Linked DNA regions of Mus musculus: all the other regions are linked to region 1. A link is a contact called in public Hi-C and HiChIP or PLAC-seq data. All regions are on one chromosome and are shown on one strand. The core of a region is the stretch at or near the end of the contact, and the rest is flanking DNA. Distances in the headings are between cores, read along the strand shown. Region 1 holds the start of Mycn (v-myc avian myelocytomatosis viral related oncogene, neuroblastoma derived). Region 2 holds the start of Ddx1 (DEAD box helicase 1). Region 3 has its middle 27 kb from the start of Gm34637.

Evidence for each region. Hi-C and Micro-C count contacts between places; a contact is called where the count stands out from the background. HiChIP or PLAC-seq counts read pairs in DNA pulled down with a chosen protein or histone mark.
Region 2: a contact with region 1 is called in a Hi-C map of embryonic stem cells, with 2.8 times the contacts expected there. The contact joins the promoter of Ddx1 here to the promoter of Mycn in region 1. A contact is called at or near these places in 2 of 39 promoter capture datasets (cranial neural crest and neural stem cells), 1 of 484 Hi-C or Micro-C datasets (embryonic stem cells), 5 of 115 datasets of contacts at active chromatin or transcription factors (embryonic limb bud, embryonic stem cells, extraembryonic endoderm stem cells and 2 more) and 2 of 9 other capture datasets (adipose tissue and liver).
Region 3: a contact with region 1 is called in an H3K27ac HiChIP or PLAC-seq map of extraembryonic endoderm stem cells. The contact joins the enhancer-like site here to the promoter of Mycn in region 1. A contact is called at or near these places in 11 of 39 promoter capture datasets (the C10 cell line, the HPC-7 cell line, Sertoli cells and 8 more), 3 of 15 datasets of contacts at CTCF or cohesin (the NIH/3T3 cell line, embryonic stem cells and large pre-B cells), 8 of 484 Hi-C or Micro-C datasets (Sertoli cells, bone marrow-derived macrophages, embryonic stem cells and 4 more), 27 of 115 datasets of contacts at active chromatin or transcription factors (the 230-238 cell line, cardiomyocytes, craniofacial prominence and 15 more) and 2 of 9 other capture datasets (adipose tissue and pancreatic islet).

What each region holds. Positions count from the first base shown.
Region 1 is chr12:12,940,025-12,943,762 of GRCm38.p6, forward strand. It overlaps Mycn (v-myc avian myelocytomatosis viral related oncogene, neuroblastoma derived), which reads right to left and starts at 1,812. Exons shown (of 3, transcript NM_008709.3): 1 at 1,612-1,812; 2 at 1-462. The coding sequence starts at 369. RefSeq lists an enhancer at 2,583-2,611.
Region 2 is chr12:13,247,567-13,251,304 of GRCm38.p6, forward strand. It overlaps Ddx1 (DEAD box helicase 1), which reads right to left and starts at 1,608. Exons shown (of 26, transcript NM_134040.1): 1 at 1,538-1,608. The coding sequence starts at 1,553.
Region 3 is chr12:12,641,339-12,645,076 of GRCm38.p6, forward strand. No RefSeq gene overlaps it. Among named protein-coding and RNA genes, the nearest start is that of Gm34637, 27 kb to the right of the region's middle. Within about 2 kb of position 1,968, at least 12 of the 459 cell types and tissues checked have an H3K27ac peak or open chromatin away from gene starts, as enhancers often do. A contact at or near this core is called in the HPC-7 cell line and extraembryonic endoderm stem cells, where this site is marked.

The DNA.
Region 1 (3,738 bases), core at 562-3,061:
GGCAGAGAAGCCGCTCCACATGCAGTCCTGAAGGATGACCGGATTAGGAGTGAGGCCACCCAGGCCCCCGAGACCGAACGCATCCTCCTCGGCCGGGTTGCCCCACAGGTCGGCCTCCGGCAGCAGCATCTCCGTAGCCCAATTCGAAGGCTCCGGGCTGTGCTCTGGGAAGGCGCGGCTGGGCGACAACGGGGGCGTGGGCAGCAGCTCAAACTTCTTCCAGATGTCCTCCCCCGGTGGGGTCGAGTCGGGACCGCCGAAGTAGAAGTCATCTTCGTCCGGGTAGAAGCAGGGCTGCAGTGAGTCAAACTCGAGGTCTGGGTTCTTGCAGATCATCCCCGGCATGGTGGACGCGGTGCAGCTGGGCATGGGTTCGCCTCTCTTTTAATATCTCCGCTCTTTTTAATATGGGGGAGTGCTTCCTTCCCGTGGAGAGCAGCAGAGTCGCGCCAACCTCCAACTCTACAACCAATAGGCAAACCAAGAGAGAATGAGCCAAAGGGGTGGGTTGGTGGGGACAGGCAGTGGGAGCCCCCAATCTCTTCTGCAAGCTCCCCACAGCTCTGGAAGGTGGGAGAAAGTTGAGCGTCTCCCCTACTCCCTCCTTTTGTGTACAAGCTGTCTAAGACTGGGAGTGGGAGGGGGCTTGCAGATGCAGGGGGTGGTGTGGCTCTCTGCAACTTTGGAAACTGCCGTTTCATTCACACAAGGCACTGCCTGGGGGAGGGGGGCTGTTCAAGCTGCAGATCTCAGCTCTTACTAGCGCGACTACCCCACTTGCACTAGTTGCTTAAAGGAAGTCCTTGCTCTCTAGCCCAGCTACCAGGCATGGGATTGAAGTACCTTTCATTCCCCTTTTGCAGAAATGCGATCACGGGAGCGCAAACGCTAACGGGGTTCAGGAAACTTTATTAATTATTAAGGGCCTTTCTCCAGTCAGACCAACAACAGGCAATTACATACAACCCTCTCCACCTAGACCTAGAGCCTCAATCTTGGCAGATACCCTTGGTACTCATCGCTGCCTATACCTATACCCTTTCCATTCCCCTTCCTTCAGAGACCTCAACCTCTTCAACAGGCGGGGGGAAAGGCTGAACCCCATCCCTAGGAATGGTGCAGGGTCGCCGGCGAGAATCGCGTCTCCTAAGCCGGAGCAGCCGTGACCTACATTATCACTCAGGCACCTAGCTTCGCCTAACCCCTTTTCCTTCTTTCCCCGCGGCACCTTTTGGAGAACCCCAGCTTGGGGTGGGGACGCACCGGTTCCCAGTCACCTCACACTCAGACAAATCTTGTGGAGCCGGGCGAATTTCTTTTCGCTAAAGCTATTTCTCTGCCTGGGCCAGGGCTGTAAAAGGGATTAGGGCGGGTCTCTTCCAGCCAGGGTGCCTTCGGGTGCTGAATAGGCTTTTCAGGAAAAAAAAAAAAACAAAAAACCCAGATGGTTTTGTTTCGGAAGCAGACGCGGTGTGTTGCCCCCTTACCCCCTCCCCCAGAAAAGCCCGGCATATTTGGGTGCAGGGTGCGGAGCCGCGTCCAGGGGCTTGCCTAGCCGCAGCGCTCCGCCGTTCCCCGGGCGCTCGAAGCTTCGCAAGTACCGCTTCTTACCTCCCGCAGACTGCCGGGGATCCGGAGGCGACTCGGGGCTGGGGTCTCCGGGTGGGCTGAGGGAGCGGCGGCGGGAGGGGGTTGTCCTCCGGCGGCTGCAGTGTGTGCGCGCTTACGCCTGGCTAGCGCTCGTTCGGCTCCAACCCAGTTCCCAGGAGCCCCCCGCATCCACCCAGCGCGTCCAGACAGATGACTGTCACTGGCTGCGCTTTGAAGCTCGGGGGATATTATTAACTGAAAAAATCTGACACACCCGGGGGGCGGGGAGAGAAGGGGGCTGTGGCGCAGACGAGGGGGAGGGAGAAAGGCAGAGGCAAGAGGCTTTTCCCCGCCCTCTTGATTTCCATAAAAATCAGGGGAGGCGCCAAAGCCTTTCGCGCCAAAAGCCATTTGCTTTTCTCTTTTTTTCCGACTCTCTCTCTCTCTCTCTCTCTCTCTCCCTTCCCTCCTCCCCTCTTCTCCTCTCCCCCTCCTCCCCTCCTCTCCTCTCCCCCTCCGTCCCTCCCTCTCTCCCCCTCCCCCCTCTCGTTTTTCAGACTGCAAGCAGCAAAGCTGGGAAACCCGAGGAGTGCTTCCCCCTCCCTTTTGGACCCCCTGGCTTGCACCCGCTGCACTCCGTGTTTTTTTTTTTTTAAAGGTCGCTGGGTGTGTTCTGGGAATGGGAAAAGAGGTTTCTAGCCCAGTCCCTGCGTGGACTGCGCGCGAGTGTATGTTTGTGTGAAAGATGAGCTCCAGGCTAAAGTGGAACAAGGCCTGGTCGAGGGGCTGTTCGTGTGTGATCTCGAAGGAAGGCGACACAGGAGTGCAAAATGGGAGGCCGAGGACGCGCCCACGTAGAAACAGACCGCAGGAGGTTTCTAGTTTCAAATTGAAAGGAAGGGGCGCCCCCCTTGTTTGAAAATAAATAAGTGCGGGCTACGAGGGTGGCGCCTTACCGCTTTCTTCGGCCGAAGGCGACACCTCGCGGAGACCAAGCAGAAAGCGGAGCCGCACCGCCCAGCCTCGGAGCCCGAGTGGGGCCACCCCCGCGAGACAATTAGCGAATCCTTGCTACCGCGGAAGGGATTGTGAAACGCGTGGAGGGACGTCCCCTGAAGTCGCGCCCACCGTTCCCAACAAAAGCCTTTCCGAAGCCAGGGTTGAATTACGGACCGCTGCTTTCCTTGCCCAAATCACTGACTGCTCTGTATACCTCGAGTTCCTACGGATGGTGACATCAAGGAAAGCCATCATTAATTTGGCCTCTTTGTGTCCCATTTGCCTCACTTACGAGCTGGCGTGAACAGAGAGAGCGCGACATCTTATTTAGACTAGAGCAGGGTGCGTGTATTCTTTCCTCACAGCCGTGGGCACATTTCCCTCCCTCCCCATCCCACAGCGTCTCACTTCTGTCTAGGCAAGCATGCTAAAAGGTTTGTTTCCTAAATGTGGGGCTAAAAATAAATGCTCTTGCCCCACAAAACTTTCCAGGAGTAACCTGGGTCCCTGGGTGAAGCCCTTTTTCAACACACATTCTCAGTAGGGTGGGATTTATCCTTAAACCCTTAAGCTTGTTTGTGGGGAAGCGTCTCCATTTCCCTCTAAATTGAAAATGACACCCCTCATTCACCTCCAGCGAGGAAGAAGAGAATGCCTAGAGAGTCAAGGTCAAAATGTGTATTAGCATGTGTGAAAGTCTTCCCATCTGTCCCCGAATGCCTACATAATTCTGGGGACTGCGGCAGGTTCTAGGAAGTAGCCGTGAATGAGGGTGAGCCACCCTTCCAAGGCCTTTCTTATTGGGCTCACATATGTAAAACCCATTACCTTTGCAAAAGCCTTTAACACCCTCATTTTCACACCCCTGGCCTCTTCCAAACCGAGACCTCCCGCTGAATTCTCCCTCAAGATGCTGGCTCTCTGAAAACTTTGCCTCAGATTGTAATTATACATACACAGCAGGGGCTGTATGGTAAGTGTTCCTGGATGCCGCTGGAGGTAGGCTCCATTGAAAGGAACCCTTTTAGACAGCCAGATCTGGCAGGTTAGTTTTGTTTATTAGTGGCACAGTGGGGGAGAGATAGGTGTGGCTCCCAGAACCTTTTCTTTTTGTTGTTGCTTTGGGGGGGGGGGGAGGAGAGGTGTTTC
Region 2 (3,738 bases), core at 358-2,857, 310 kb after region 1:
CTAGTTACATTCTGTCTCCTAGAATGAAAACTACTGGGAAAAGGGGGGCAATGGGCCAGGCTCAGTGGCACTTGCCACCAAGCCTGAAGACCCAAGTCCCTGGTCCCACAAGGTGGGAGAGGACCAACTCTAGCAAGCTGACTTGACCTCTGCTTGGAAAGACCCCTGTTCCCCTGACATGGAGATATAAATAGCAATGTAGAAAAAAAAAAAAAAAAAAGAAAGTGATGGTCTAAAATATGCTACACACAGAATATTGCAAGGTGCGTGCAAGACTGTCACAAACAGCAACCACGAATTGCTTGGCAAATTTTAGGCTGTATCTTACAGGATCCTGGTCATTTGCTAGGTCTATTTTCTACAGAAAACTTGTCTTTCACAGTTTAACAGTTAAACTCTTTAAGGAGAAACAGATACATATTCAAATTCTTCTACTTTTGTTCATATCAGAATATTGTCTTGTCCTTAAATTTGTGCATTTCTCCCAAAAATGTGTGCCTATAAAACAATGACCTACAACCCCCTGACAGATCTCGGGGCTAAAAATTGTGTTAAGTGACAGAATTCCTCTCAGAAGTGACTTTAAAAGAAATGCTTTCCCCTGAAGCCTGAGATTTGGAATTCCTGATATTCTTACAGGAGAAAAAGGAAACAGCCAACAATAGTATAATGTCGTTTAAATAGGTTAATAACACAAAAAGATAGTACATTTAATTTTATCTGTTCATTTACATATGTGTATGTGTACATATATATGTATATATTTATGTACATATGCACATATGTATGTATTGAGAAGGAAAGACGATATTTAGTATATTCAAGGCTGGTTGGAACTTTCCAAATTGTGTGTGGGTGGTAAGAGGTTAATAGAGAAAACAAGAAATATTAACTGGTGGGTTCAGTACCCCATCCCAAATCCTGTTTGGTATCACAAAGCAAGTAACTAATTCTCAAAAATTATATTTAGTCCGTGAGGAAAAAAATATTTTTCTTTAGCTTTGCCATTCAATGCTAACTCTCGAAGTGTCCAGCTTCCCGAATGCCGATCATTTTTACTATCAGCAGCTTTATGTATTCATGTATTTATTTATTTATTTTGTAAAGACCTAGGGGGATAAATCCAAGCAGGACAACATCATCTTTGCCCCAAATGTCCCCTTCCCCCACGCTCAGCGGCTGCTCATCCTGGCCAGGACCCGAGACAGAAAAGGGTTCCCAACAGTCACCGCCACGTCAGAGAGGCAGAAAACTGGACCAGGCGAGCGCAGACGCCACGGGACGCGACAGGTGAGTGCTCGGCGGGAAAGCCGAAGGCAGAAGGGAGGAAGGAGAAGCCGCTTAGCAAAGACTCCCGGGCGCTGCCGGCGGGGAAAAGCCCGGCCTGAACCCACCGTCCCTGCCCCACCGCGCAGGGCCCCAGGCGGAGACAGCTCTCCCACCATCCCACCGACCCCACTGCCACAGCAGCACACTCCACCCGCTCCCTGTGGGTCGAGGCGACTCGTTCGTAACCCTTTAGCTTCCCACAACGAACCGGAGAAGGCCGCCATCTTCCCGCACTCCTCCGCTGCGGGCCCGGGCGATTCCCTCCTTCCAGACACGCCGGGGCCGCGGCGGCGCGCGCTTCCGGCTCGAGCTCTTCGGTGTTCCGATTCCGGACGAGGATACAGACCCAGGAGAAAGGTTCCGAGGACGAAAAGACCCTCCGGGTGGTTCACTCAGGGCCTGTAGACTTTGCTTTCCCTAATAGCCAAGCCCTGTTATTGATATCCATCTTCAGAGTTACGATGTACCCAGAGGAAGTCGTGTGATACTGAGATCTCAAACAATGGATCAGGCTGTCCTGATAGTAAAACTGGGCCCTCTGACTTCAATCTCACAAGGATGAGCAGAGCCAAGCAGTTTGGGAATGACTTAAGAATACATTGAATTCATTGCCCAGCCAACCAAGACTAGCGAGTGTTCGTAACCCACAGGACCTGTTAAATATTTTTATTGGAAAAATTAGTGGTATATGTTCCTTTCATTCAACCATGTTTAATGTAGCTCTGACATTTCAGGCGTGACAGGCAAATTATTTTAAGTACCCCCTCCCTTTAGAGAGCTGGATCAGTAAAGGGATTATGGCTCATCTCCATACTATGTAAGGGGTGTGTTGGAGTCATCAGATAAACAACTAAGATTCGGGAATGTTAATAGATTATGTAATGCCACAGACAATGGCAATCGGGGATCTACCTAACTCTAAGGACCATTCTGTGCTCTCTGTAGCCTGTCCAGAAATTGGGGAGAAACAGGAAACCTTTAGGCAACTTAGGGCTAGAAGCACAAACTTGAGAGACAGATATCATGGGTTTGAATTCTAGCCCTGCTACAGGCTAGCTGTGCGATCCTAAAATCGTAGAACTTCTCTGCGCTCCAGTTCATTCATCTATAAAATAGATGATAAATATTAACATGAATGGATATATCATGATGGATAGATATGTGATAAGCTCGTGGTGAGTATTAAGTAAAATACATAAAGTGGATGGAAATAGGGCATGCCTGCTCCAAGGTATAGTTAAGAAGAAGGGTTTTGTTGTGGATATGGTAGAGAATACAGTCAGAAGCATCTAGAAAAGTCCAGAGTAGAAAAAATGGTGGCATGAAGGTGGCCAGCAGAATAGACTTGGCCATGAGAGGAGAGAGGGAGGGACAGTGAGAGAGGAAGAGAAGAGAGAAGGGCAAGAAGGGATCTAGAGAACCAAGAACACCAAGAAGGCAAGAAAGACCAAGAGAACCAAGCAAGCCAAGAGAGGAAGAAGAACCAGGAGAGCACATGGCTAAAATGGCAGAGCACATAGCTAAAACGGCAGGGGTTGATTTAGAAGCTGGGGGAGGGAAGGGAAGCCCCTGGGTTGGAGAGGTTTAGGGTAGGAGGGGGGCAGGGTGAGAAGAGCAGAGAGGAAACACAGGTGCTGAGTGAGCTGAGAGGCCATTGTGAGCTATGATATGCGACACCACAGTTAGCCTTTTGTTCCAGGGTCGTTGGGACCTGACACAAAGCTCTTAGAAGTATATTTGCTGTTCTATTATGCATAGTAATAATGTATATGTTGTTCTAATTATCATTATTACATGTAACAGTGTTGATCTGAAGCTCCAAAGGAAAAGGATAATCCATTTAGGCCTGCAGCTTCCCACTGTTAGAAGCAAGCAAAAGAAATGTATTCTAAGTACTACCATTTCACTTTTGACTCCATTTAATCATAGAAATTAAGTTCAAGGCCCTAGGCCCGAGATGAGCTTGGGACTTCCCAATAGCTGAATTGCTTCTATTACAAGGAAACAGTTATCTGACTCCAGACACTCCAGGGACAACTTGTAAGGGAACAGTTGTATGAATTGGACATCTCAAGGACAACTTCTCCTTCTTGCCGGCAGGGTCAAACTAAGTTCATGTTCCCAGGCCCAGAAACCTACTTCTGATAGACAAAAACTCCCGTGATCAACTCCTTTTGTCAAAATACAGTTGAACAGTTCTATAGCCCACAGTGCCCTCCTTTGCTTCATGGTTTCATCCTTTAAATATGCTCTGCAGGGTTTCTTCCGGGTCATAGTTCAGCTCCTGAGTCTGTTCTGCAGCCCTGATCATTGAGTAGCTCCTTGATTATAATAAATTATTGTCATCTACATTTACCGGTGTTTCATTTATGTTGAATTTAATTGAATTTAAGCAGACCTCACAACAGC
Region 3 (3,738 bases), core at 718-3,217, 300 kb before region 1:
GATGGAGATTTCCCCAACAGGAAATACAGATAGTTAAAAACATAATGCAAAAGGCAAGGGTCACTTATCTCATGAAAAATCAAAGAAGACAAGATCAGGTTCCTGGCCAAAGACAAAAGTCAGTAAAATAACTCCTAACAAGGTGCCTACTCCAATTGTCATCAGAGAGGCTTCATTCAGCAACTGATGGGAGAAGATTCAGAGAGCCACAAACCAAACATTAGGGAGAGCTTGGGGGATCTCATAGAAGAGAAGAGGAAGAACTGTAGGAGCCAGAGGAATTGAGGACATCAAGAGACCACTCCCACAGAATCAACTAAGCAGGGCTCATAAGGGCTCACAGAGACTGAAGCAACAATCAGGGTCTGAGATAGGTCTTCTGCATACGTGTTACTTTTGTGTAACTTGGTGTTCTTGTAGAACTCCTAACAGAAAGTGGGGAGGTGTCTCTGTCTCTTTTATCTGCTCCTGAGGCCCTTTCTCTACTACTGGGATGCATTGTCCAGAAGGGACATGAAGAGAGAATTGTGAGGAGTGAAGAGAGGGGTAACTTTGGTCTGGATGTAATGTATGAGAGAAGAATAAATAAAATAAAATAAAATAAAGAGGAAAGAAAGGATGGAAGGAAGGAAGGAAGGAAGGAAGGAAGGAAGGAAGGAAGGAAGGAAGGAAGGAAGGAAGGAAAAAGAAATATGAATTCAATTTACTGTGTGGCATCATTTTGCTACATACACAAAGGCACTGAAGTTCCAAAAATCTGATGGCCTCTAAGGCTGGCCGAGTCAGGGGTAGCTGCTACACTAACGTCCTGATGACTTGCACCCATGAGATGGCTCAAGCCTGATGATCGAGTTAAATCCTGGAACTCACACAAAGATGGAAGGAGAGAACCAACTCTGTGAAGGTGGCCTTCCACACGTACCAGGCACATGTGTGTCCAAACCCACAACATCACTCAGTGATGGTAAAGCAAAATAAAGTTCTGATGAACTGAACAAACACTGCCCTTTGTGGGAACTTATAGAATAGCAGGTGGCAAGGGTCCTTATGTTCTTCCCCAGTTTTCTATTGCTGAAAATTATGTGGATGATACAACTTAGTGAATTTCAGCCATAATTGGAAACACAGCAAATATTTTAAATATTCCCAATTGGAAAATGGCCAACCACACATAATCACATATGTAAATAATAGTTCCTATCAGACACAATAATGTTTAAATAATATTAAATATTTCTAGCATAAAATTTAAAAAGAAAACTTGAGTCACAGATTACTACTTTTAGGATGGTAGGAGTGAAAAGAAAAACACAGAAAGAGACAGAGAGATACTAACTACACTTTCATAGATACATGAGAACCAATTATATTAAAACCTTGTTTAGGGAGTTCAGTGTTTAACCAAGTTCACCTGACCTATTCAGTATGACTACGGACCTCTCTTCGATCAAAAGGGAACTCTGCAGCCTGCAGTGAGAGTCAGTCTTAGGCTACCAGGGCTCATGGTTCTGTGCACATGCTCACAGAATGCCTGGATGGAAGTCTCACGTTTGTCTTTGTGTTGTTTGGGACACTCAGAAGCAAGTCCTGAAGCTTGAAACATCTCCAGGTATATAGTATAGATATTATTTTAGACCTAGTAGGAGATAAAAAAGGGAACAACACAGCCTTATTTGAGGCATTGTCAGTTCTAAAGGCAGCATGCATTCATGCACTGCTCACCACAAAGAAAAAAAGTGTTCTTTAACCCTCCAAGTGTAGTGTCATTACAAGTCATTTCAACCACCTTGAATCAGAAGACCGTATTTACAGCTGATAATTCTGGCTTAGATGGGGCTTTCTAACCACTCTTTGATTTAAGGACAATAGACAATAGCTATTGATTAAACAGCTGTCAGTCTTGGGGCCTCTAGAAACTGACTGAGCAGAGATACTTGGGCATTTCCATGCAGGCCAACCTCTCGAGGTGTTTGCCCCTGCTTAAGACAAGGGCTCTTTAAAATTCAACCACATCTCAGGAAATGGGGAAGTTTCCAAGCCCAGAACTTCCCCCCTGGACTCGTATTCTCCAGCTTGTCAATCAGATGTTCAACCTTCCTTTAAAGTTTAAGCCTTATTAACCTACACACTGGATTTGAGTGGCGATAGGCCACTGCAGACAAAAAGACGCCCTCTCAGGTTCCAAATCCTGTCGTCCTGGTTCAGCTCCCCACCAACTCCCTGGACAGGATGAAAGACTCCCTCACAGTTCTGATCCCTCCAACACAAGCAATGAGAGGACAGTGCTAAAGAAAAAGAAAAGAATAAAAGTTGTTGGAGGCCTTGCTGATTGAGATGTCTTGGAGTGAAAACAGTTCTGCAGCTAACCAGACTCTCCCAAAGCAGGCGGGAGTGCCCAGCCTCTGTCCTCCAGCTCCGTGGTGAGCATGCTGTGCACGCCATATGCAAGATCCGAACCAAACATATAGTTGGCAAAAGTGCCGGTTTCCGGGGCATGCATGCCAGGGTTGCCCAGATACTGGTTAGCTCCAGAGTTAGAAGTGTTCTAGTTAAGAAGATTTAAAAAAAAAAAAAAACCCACCTAGAAATGTCAGTAAAATTACTAGTGGAGATATCTTAGATGTCCAAAAATATGATATGTAAGGCTTGAGAAAGGGGTCAACCTGGAGCAGCCCCGGCCCCAACCCCGTTTTGCGGATCCTACATCTCAGTTTCTTTCTCTTTGTTCAGGGTGGACCTTTCACTTTGGGTCTGAACATCCTTTTCCACCAGGCTTGCTTGCCTCCTCAGCCGCTTTCCACAAATGCTAGCTAGCTGCAAAAACACAGGGACCAGCACACATCCTTAATGACTGAACAAGACTGAAGCACACAGTGTCAGAGATGCAGAGACATACAAAAAAAAAGCCTGGATTTTTCCCCTTCAAAAGCATTTCCTACTTTCTGAAGCTAGGTGCAGCAGCTAGAGAAAGGGGTCTCATTTTCACTGTCTTGACATTTATTTTAACTGTGTTTTAAAATTTCATGGGCTGGCCTATGAGACGGCTCAACTGGAAAAGGTGCTTTGCTGCTGAGCCTGAAAACCTGAATTCATTGCCTGGGACCCACATGGTGGAAGAAAGAAGAGAAACTAACTCCCAAAGCACTCAACACACGTTCATGTACACACACACACACACACACACACACACACACACACAATGTAATAATTTCTCTTTTTTAGATATTAAGATCTCCTTACATTTCTTAGATTGTAGGTAGCATGAAAATAGAAACCAATGGTGGAAGATACTAAAAGTGTATTCATGCTTTAGATTCTTCAAGTCTTGGACACTGTCCCCCAAAGACAGTGGGACTGGATGTTCTTCCAAAGAATTGGAAAAACTCATCCAGGGAACACTATGACCTCGAAATCCCACTTCTACCCCAGGCTTAGTGCAAGAAGGTGAGGGAGAAGCTGAAAACCCACGTGTTATTTTTATCTACTTTCTTCCAATTTCTCCCCTCGGAGTCCATACTACAGACCAATTACTGATGCAGTTACTATTTTTAAAATGGTGGCGAGACAGGAGAGGATCATGAACCTGTGGACTATGACCCCTTCGGAGGTGTCAAATGATCCTTTCACAGGAGTTGCCTAAGACCATCAGAATACACCAATATTTATGTTATGATTCATAACAGAAGCAATAAACAAACAAACAAATGGTGGTAACTTAAAAACAGTTATGAAGTAGCA